Regions from separate parts of the Mus musculus genome. Here region 1 is linked to region 2. Evidence: chromatin contacts called from public Hi-C data. All regions are on one chromosome and are shown on one strand. Each heading gives the region's core, a stretch centred on a gene start, on an enhancer-like site or on the middle of the called end of the contact. The rest is flanking DNA. Distances are from core to core; before and after follow the strand shown. Region 1 overlaps Gab2 (growth factor receptor bound protein 2-associated protein 2). Region 2 overlaps Nars2 (asparaginyl-tRNA synthetase 2 (mitochondrial)(putative)).

Region 1 (3,506 bases), core at 941-3,440, 270 kb after region 2:
TCAACATAAAACAAGATACACTGGGTCATCTCATGTTTTAACGTCTGTGACACATACTCATAGAACGGGCTCATCTGGGATTGGGATTGGAAGATGGTCCAAGTGACTTAAGATTGCTAGTGACAGATGGTCATTAAAATGCTAAGTGGTAGTTAATCTTTTTACAAATATTTACACATTATTTTCCCTTAAATGAGAAATATACTTAAGCCAGGAGTGGTGGCACATGCCTTTTATCCCAGCACTTGGGAGGCAGAGAATTCATGGCCAGCCTAGTCTACAAAGCAAGTTCCAGGACAGCTAGGACTACACAGAGAAACCCTATCTTAAACACACACACACAGGGTGGGGAGAAATATTCATTAAAAATCAAAGTGGACTTTCCATCATTAATATACCTACAGTCTAGTAGAGTAGAACAAAAGCAAAATCACAGTACAGTGTGAGTCATGACTATATGAAAATGTATAAAAGAGGAAATAAAAATTATGCAGCTAAAAAATAACAAACTTCTTTTTTTTAAAAAAAAGATGTATTTATTTATTATATGTAAGTACACTATAGCTGTCTTCAGACACTCCAGAAGAGGGCATCAGATTTCATTACGGATGGTTGTGAGCCACCATGTGATTGCTGGGATTTGAACTCGGGACCTTCGGAAGAGCAGTCGGTGCTCTTAACCCCTGAGCCATCTCGCCAGCCCAATAACAAACTTCTTTAAAGTCTGAGAAAGTAAGTGTCAGGTCAGTCATTAGCACTCTGATCCAGAAGAAAAATCAGAAGGAAATAAGTTGGAGTAGATTGGGTAAGACCTGAACATGTGAAAAATCATTATGGGTAATCATCATCATTTCTGGTTTCCCAAGACCAGAGTCAAGGCAGAAATGAATTGAAGAAGGAAGGTGTCTTCCTTAGGGTTTTACTGCTGTGAACAGACACCATGACCAAGGCAAGTCTTATAAAAAGCAACATTTACTTGGGACTGGCTTACAGGTTCAGAGGTTCAGTCCATTATCATCAAGGTGGGAACATGGCAGTATCCAGGCAGGCATGGAACAGGCAGAGCTGAGAATTCTACATCTTCATCCAAAGGCTGCTAGTAGAAGACTGACTTCCAGGCAACTAGGGTGAGGGTCTTAAGCCCACACCCACAGTGACAGACCTACTCCAACCAGGTCACACCTATTCCAACAAGGCCACACCTCCAAATGGTGCCACTCCCTGGTCCAAGAATTTACAAACCATCACAGAAGGTGACTGGTGCATTCTGGAAAATGTTCATTTTTACTGCAGAACAACACACCTAGGAGGTTCTGCCACTGCTGGGGCGTCTTCCTGAACTGCAATCTTTATATAGCTAAATCCCACTAACCCCACTTTTTAAATTAACAGATACTATTGTATGATTTTATTACAATACTAGCTTCTGGTAGCCTCATTATGCTCTGTTCCTATGAGATTGGTAATTTGGATTCTATGTGCATGAGATGCAGTATCTGTGTTTCTGTCTGCCTTGCCTTCCAGCATGCTTCCTCCAGCCTGAGCAGCATGGAGAGCCTTAAAGTTGCCAAGTTGTTTTAAACATCTTTGGCCCCAAACTGAAATGCCTTTATTTTGTTTTGCTGTTCTTTTTTCTCGACTCACTCAGATGTGATGTCTGTGAAAAGGCCTTTCTAACATGACCCCACCAGGAAAGGTTAATATGTGGCCACTGACAGACTCATACTTGACTGTGGTAATTTGCAGGGATGGCATCTCCTGTGATTTCTAAGCACACAACACCTCTGTATCCATTGTGTCTAGCCTAGATGGGGAGGAAGACATCAACAAGTATTTGTCGAATGAAAAAATCAGATTAAGACATCTAATGAGAATTGGAAATTCAAAAACAATAATAAGATAAAACATACCAAGGACAAATATGAACACTCTGTACCTGCCATTGATTCTCCTGCCTCAGCTGTGATGTTTATCTATCCTGGGCCTTAGCTCTTGGCTTGGTTATGTGAATGGAAGTGACTGGAAAGGGAGAACAAACACAAAAACCTAGGTAGAGGGGCTGGTAAATTTGGGGGGACTGAATATTAGGACCACCAGTGGCCCATGTTAAGGGGAACCTGGCCAGCATACTTGGTTCCATTCATCTGTTTAAACTTCTAGGCACTGTTCTCTACTACCACCTGGTGGCCACATCTATAAATAGCAAGTTCCTCGCGAGGGAGCTAAGGGAAAGCAGATGATGATCCACCAGTGGTTCTCAGTTCAAACATCACCCAGGAGAACACAGAGGTGTGAGTGTGAACCTGCACCTTATTCTGGTAAAGTCTCCAAGAGCTTACTAGGTTTCTGAAGATACCTCTGGTCTACAAAAGACAGAACTACTGCTGAGGGTTGATTCCCTTGTCTCCCGCTCAGATGAAATCCTCCGAAGGATCATCAGAGACAGAAAGCAGGCCTGGTTCCCTGCTACTCATCCTCCAGCTTAACACAGTACTTATGCAGAACCCAGTTTAACAACCACTCTTGTGAAATGGAAGGCTTACAGAGCCTCTGACCCAGGTTGTAACTAAGACTAGGTCTCGTACCTAGGAGAACATCATGCTGATGTTCACAGGTAGCAATGCTAGGACTAAGTATAAACTTCCCTTCACTGTTACTGTCGTTAAAGGTGGCCTTGCTTCCCAGTACCATCATTTAAAATGAATAAAAGCAATACCATTTTCTACCCTACTAGAGTTCTCAAATGGAAGTCATTTTACCAACAGTTTTAGATTTCTGGAGAGAACCAGATTCTTCTCAACAAACCATGATTCCTGGTAGAAGATAAAGCCTATAGCTTAAATTTAAATTGGTTCTTTAAAATACAAGCACCAGTGCCCACGAGCGGACTTTAAAGAGAAAAAACTAAAACTCAGATTTTCTGTTTTCTCCCACAACTTGCCATATGTGTGCTCTTTGGTCATTCAGAGAGTGAGCAGGTTATCAGTATGACTGTTTATTTGCATCTCTGGGGCCCAGGAATGACCATATTCTCTGCTAGGAACAGCCACAGAGAAGTCCAGGGGCTCAAAAAGGTTAACATTGCTGGAGCATACACCTGCTAAATACACTAGAGTTGACTTCCTAAAGAATCTTCAGATGATTTGAATTACTATTTTGGAGATGCCTAAAGTAAAAGTCCTAAGATTACACAGTTAATATGTGGTAGGGACTAGGAAGAACTGGGGTCTGCCTGACTCCTCAGTATTCCCACAACAACGAGCTGCGTGCATTGAACATCCTCTGTCCTCTTCTCACTGTCCCCTTCTTGTCTCTCCTTTAGGAGTGCCAGCTTCTCTCAGGGCACCCGGCAGAAGAGTGATACAGCTGTGCAAAAACTTGCCCAGAGCAATGGACACTGTATCAACGGCGTCGGAGGTCAAGTCCATGGCTTCTATAGCCTTCCCAAGCCAAGCCGACACAATACAGAATTCAAAGACAGTACTTATGATCTCCCACGGAGCCTG
Region 2 (3,487 bases), core at 146-2,645:
ATATATATATATATATATATATATCAAAATAAGTCTGGGAGTAATAAACAAGGTCAGATGACCCAAGAGAGATGAGCCATTGTGTGTCTAGTGGCTTCGGATGAGGAGACAACTCTTCTGACATTATGAAAAACACACTGGTTTCCTATGACAGTTTTGATTTATGTCTGTTTTCTTAGTATCACATTCATGTAAACTATAAGTTTTCAGGCATATATCCACTACAGTCAAAATATGGGACAGTTTTGCTCTTACAAAACAGCTCCGACTTATTGCTGCCTTGCATTCTAATTCCTCCCACTGTCAACTGCTCATCTTCTCTGTCTCTCTTGAGTAATTTGCCCTTTGCAGACTGTAATGTGGACATTCTTGTGTCCATATCTGACTGTCTTCTGCCGCTTAGTATACTATATATCAGACTCTCCTGTTGTCTGGGTAGTTCCCTGACACAGGCTCACCACAGTCATTTACCATTCCTACTGAAGAACATTTGTATTAGTTCAGTCTTGGAAAGCAATGAAAAAAGTTTCTATAAACCTTCCAGTGCAGGTTCTGTGAGAACATAGTTTTCATCTCTCTTGGGTGAGGTCCAAGGAGTGAAGAGGTGAGATCTAAGGTTGATGTTTAGTTTTTTTCAGGAATCTGTCTGGTTTACAGGGTAACTACACTGTGTTACATTCCTGCAAGCAATATGCTATGATTTTATTTTGTATTTCCCCAGTATATCTTGAGGGTTTCTGTGTTAAACATCTTGTCATCTGCCTAGCAGCTATGAATTTCTAGTCTTGGTCAAGTTGCTTGTTTTCTTGTTGTTGAACTTTGATTGTTTTGGTTTTTTGAGATGGCATCACTGTGTAGCCCTGGGTGGCCTTGGACTCAGGCATTCTGCCCCTCCACCCCCTGAATTCTGGGAAGATACGCACCTCCACACCTGAACCTTTGTTGTTGAGCATTGAGACTTCTTCATTTTCAAATATGTATCCTTTTTCAGATACATAATTTGAAAATATTTCTCCTAGTGTTGGCAGTTTGTCTTTCCACTCTTTTAGCAATATCATTCACAGAGAAAGGGTTTTAGCTATGGTAAACATGAATTTGCCATTTTAGACTTGGAAATGATAGCACAAATACATAGTCCTTGACTTGAGAGGCAGAGGCAGAAGGGTTATAAGATCCAGGCTAGTGTAAGCTACAAAGTGAGACTGATTCAAAAAGACAAAACAAGAATTACCATAAAAAGTAAATCTTAAAGACCCTGTCTTATATTTTAAAATTAAAAATAAAAAGAACACCACCCATTTGAGCAGTTTCCTTCATAATTACACAAGAAGACCTCTGACTGATTTTGTGAGTCTTGGTGCTGACTCATGCAGTCGGTGACAGCCAAGCACTGGGATTGGGTAAGGATGCGGTGTCAGCACCAGCAAGATGGCTCAGCGTGGATAAAGCTTTTGCCCATGTAGTCCTGATGGACTTCAAGCCCAGGAAGCCTCGGAGGAAATGGAGAGCCAGCTTGTGAAAGTCGTCCTCTGCCCTCTGCCATGGACCGCTGTGGCGCATGTGTGTCGGCACGGCCACGCAGTTAACTGTACTCATGAAACTCAGCATTAAAAGAGAATATTCAAGTTTGGGTGGCAGATTTGCTACTTAACTCACTCTACTAGTGGGACTCAGCATCTATTGTCTAATGACTCAAAATATAAATCTTTTTTTAAACACAGAAAAAAGTAACCTCCTGCTTCTCCTTTTCTCGCAGTGCATTTAAGTTTTGACTCGGTGTTATAAAATCTTTTTATTCATGAATCATAAGTAATTAATAAAGACTATTTTAGTAATTTTTATAAACATCTTGTACTCTCCACTCATCGTAGTTCCTGATTTTATCAGATGTGCTTATAGAACTTAGTCTGAAAGTCAGAGTTTGGGATGGAGGGCAGGGTTTCCATCTTCAAGTTAAAGTTTTTACTCCTAAGACAGCAGTTAACAACACCGGCAGTCAGACTCATTCTTCCACAGTCCAGCTGCTCTTCCCTCCTCCTGCTGTTCACCTTGCTCTGTAATTGAGGGACATCACTCAGGTACTTGGCTTTATCTGTCTCACTGCTGTCTTGGAAGGTGATAGAGGCTGGACCTGGACGTGGAGGGCCTTTAACCACCAGTGGTTGCTCTTCCTTTTCTCAAGTCCCCTGACTCTACTTTCTCTCCACTGGAGAGGTCTACTTTTGTTTTTATTTTAGAATGTAAACATTCTGCATATGGTCCTTTTAGAGTTTTGGATTTTTTGAAGCAGGCTTTCATATATCCTAGAATGATCTTGAACCCTTGATCCTGTCTTTACCTCCCCAGTGCTAGGGTTATAGGTGTGCCTGTAACTGCCAATGCCACACTGTCCAGTTTGCGCAATGTTAGGGAGGGAGCTAAGCAAGCACCTCCCAGCTAAACCACACTCCCAGCCCTCTGCATATCAATAGTTTACAGTTTTATATTGCACTGATAGTCAACTGTAGAATACAAAGCCCTTCGAACACTTTGGCCTGGTTTAATCGATTCCTTTCAACTTTTCTTTACTCTTATTTCATTTGTGGATTCTTCTTGTTTTTCTACCCCCCCCCCCCAATTATTGTCATAACTACTTATGCTATTGGTAACTCAGAAACTCTTGTCTGGGTGTGGTGACATTAATAATCCCGGTCTTCTCTGTGAGTTCGAGAGCAGCCTGATCTACATAGTGAGTTCCAGACCAGCCAGGGCTGCTGAGACCCGGTCTCAAAAGATACAAGTAATTAAACAAGTAAAATACTTCAGAAATATTTTCCATTCTCGTAACTGCTTTCTTCTAAGGAAAACAGGTCACCTATGAGTCTTATGGGGATATGCTTGATAGAATTAATCCTCATATACTAATTTATATTTTATATTTTAAGAAATAAACATATATACAATTATTATTTAGATGCATGTTGTTGCTTCTTAAATTTTCAAGTTTCCTTTCATTTACCATTGACTGACCCAACTACTTCACAAAAAGTTCTCTCTTCACAAAGTCTAATATCATGAATATTTCTCTGAACCAAGAGGTAAGCTAATATACAGGGTTATTTAATATAATTCTCACAACGGTCCTGTTAATGAGGTGCTATGATTGTCTTAATTCTGCAAGTGAGTTCATTGATAAGCAATGAGACAATTAGTCAATGATGGCTGTTCACTTCACAGCTCATTTCAATACCAATATTGATCTGAGTCACTGTAATACATTCAGGGATTATTAACAAGCTTAGTTGAGTTTTAGTTGCTGGAAGCTAGAGGAAAATCCTTCAAGCCCTGAAGCCGTGGAGGTTTTTGTATAAAACTGCTGCTCAGGCAATTGTGTCTCATTCCTCTTAGGTCATGGAGGAACTCTTCAAGGCGACCACGGAGATGGTTCTCTCACACTGTCCTGAAGATGTTGAATTGTGTCACCAGTTCATAGCTGCTGGCCAGAAGG

The links. A called contact is a pair of places that touch in the nucleus more often than the background predicts.
Region 1: a Hi-C map of bone marrow-derived macrophages shows a contact between it and region 2, with 28 read pairs. The contact joins two enhancer-like sites. A contact is called at or near these places in 2 of 15 datasets of contacts at CTCF or cohesin (the NIH/3T3 cell line and large pre-B cells), 3 of 484 Hi-C or Micro-C datasets (bone marrow-derived macrophages, embryonic fibroblasts and nephron progenitors), 2 of 115 datasets of contacts at active chromatin or transcription factors (SST interneurons and embryonic stem cells) and 4 of 9 other capture datasets (adipose tissue, bone marrow-derived macrophages, liver and 1 more).

The regions. Positions count from the first base shown.
Region 1 is chr7:97,295,506-97,299,011 of GRCm38.p6, forward strand. It overlaps Gab2 (growth factor receptor bound protein 2-associated protein 2), which reads left to right. Exons shown (of 10, transcript NM_010248.2): 4 at 3,323-3,506. Among named protein-coding and RNA genes, the nearest start is that of Usp35, 35 kb to the right of the region's middle. Within about 2 kb of position 2,191, at least 4 of the 459 cell types and tissues checked have an H3K27ac peak or open chromatin away from gene starts, as enhancers often do. A contact at or near this core is called in bone marrow-derived macrophages, where this site is marked.
Region 2 is chr7:97,027,951-97,031,437 of GRCm38.p6, forward strand. It overlaps Nars2 (asparaginyl-tRNA synthetase 2 (mitochondrial)(putative)), which reads left to right. Exons shown (of 14, transcript NM_153591.4): 8 at 3,388-3,486. Among named protein-coding and RNA genes, the nearest start is that of Gab2, 52 kb to the right of the region's middle. Within about 2 kb of position 1,396, at least 18 of the 459 cell types and tissues checked have an H3K27ac peak or open chromatin away from gene starts, as enhancers often do. A contact at or near this core is called in bone marrow-derived macrophages, where this site is marked.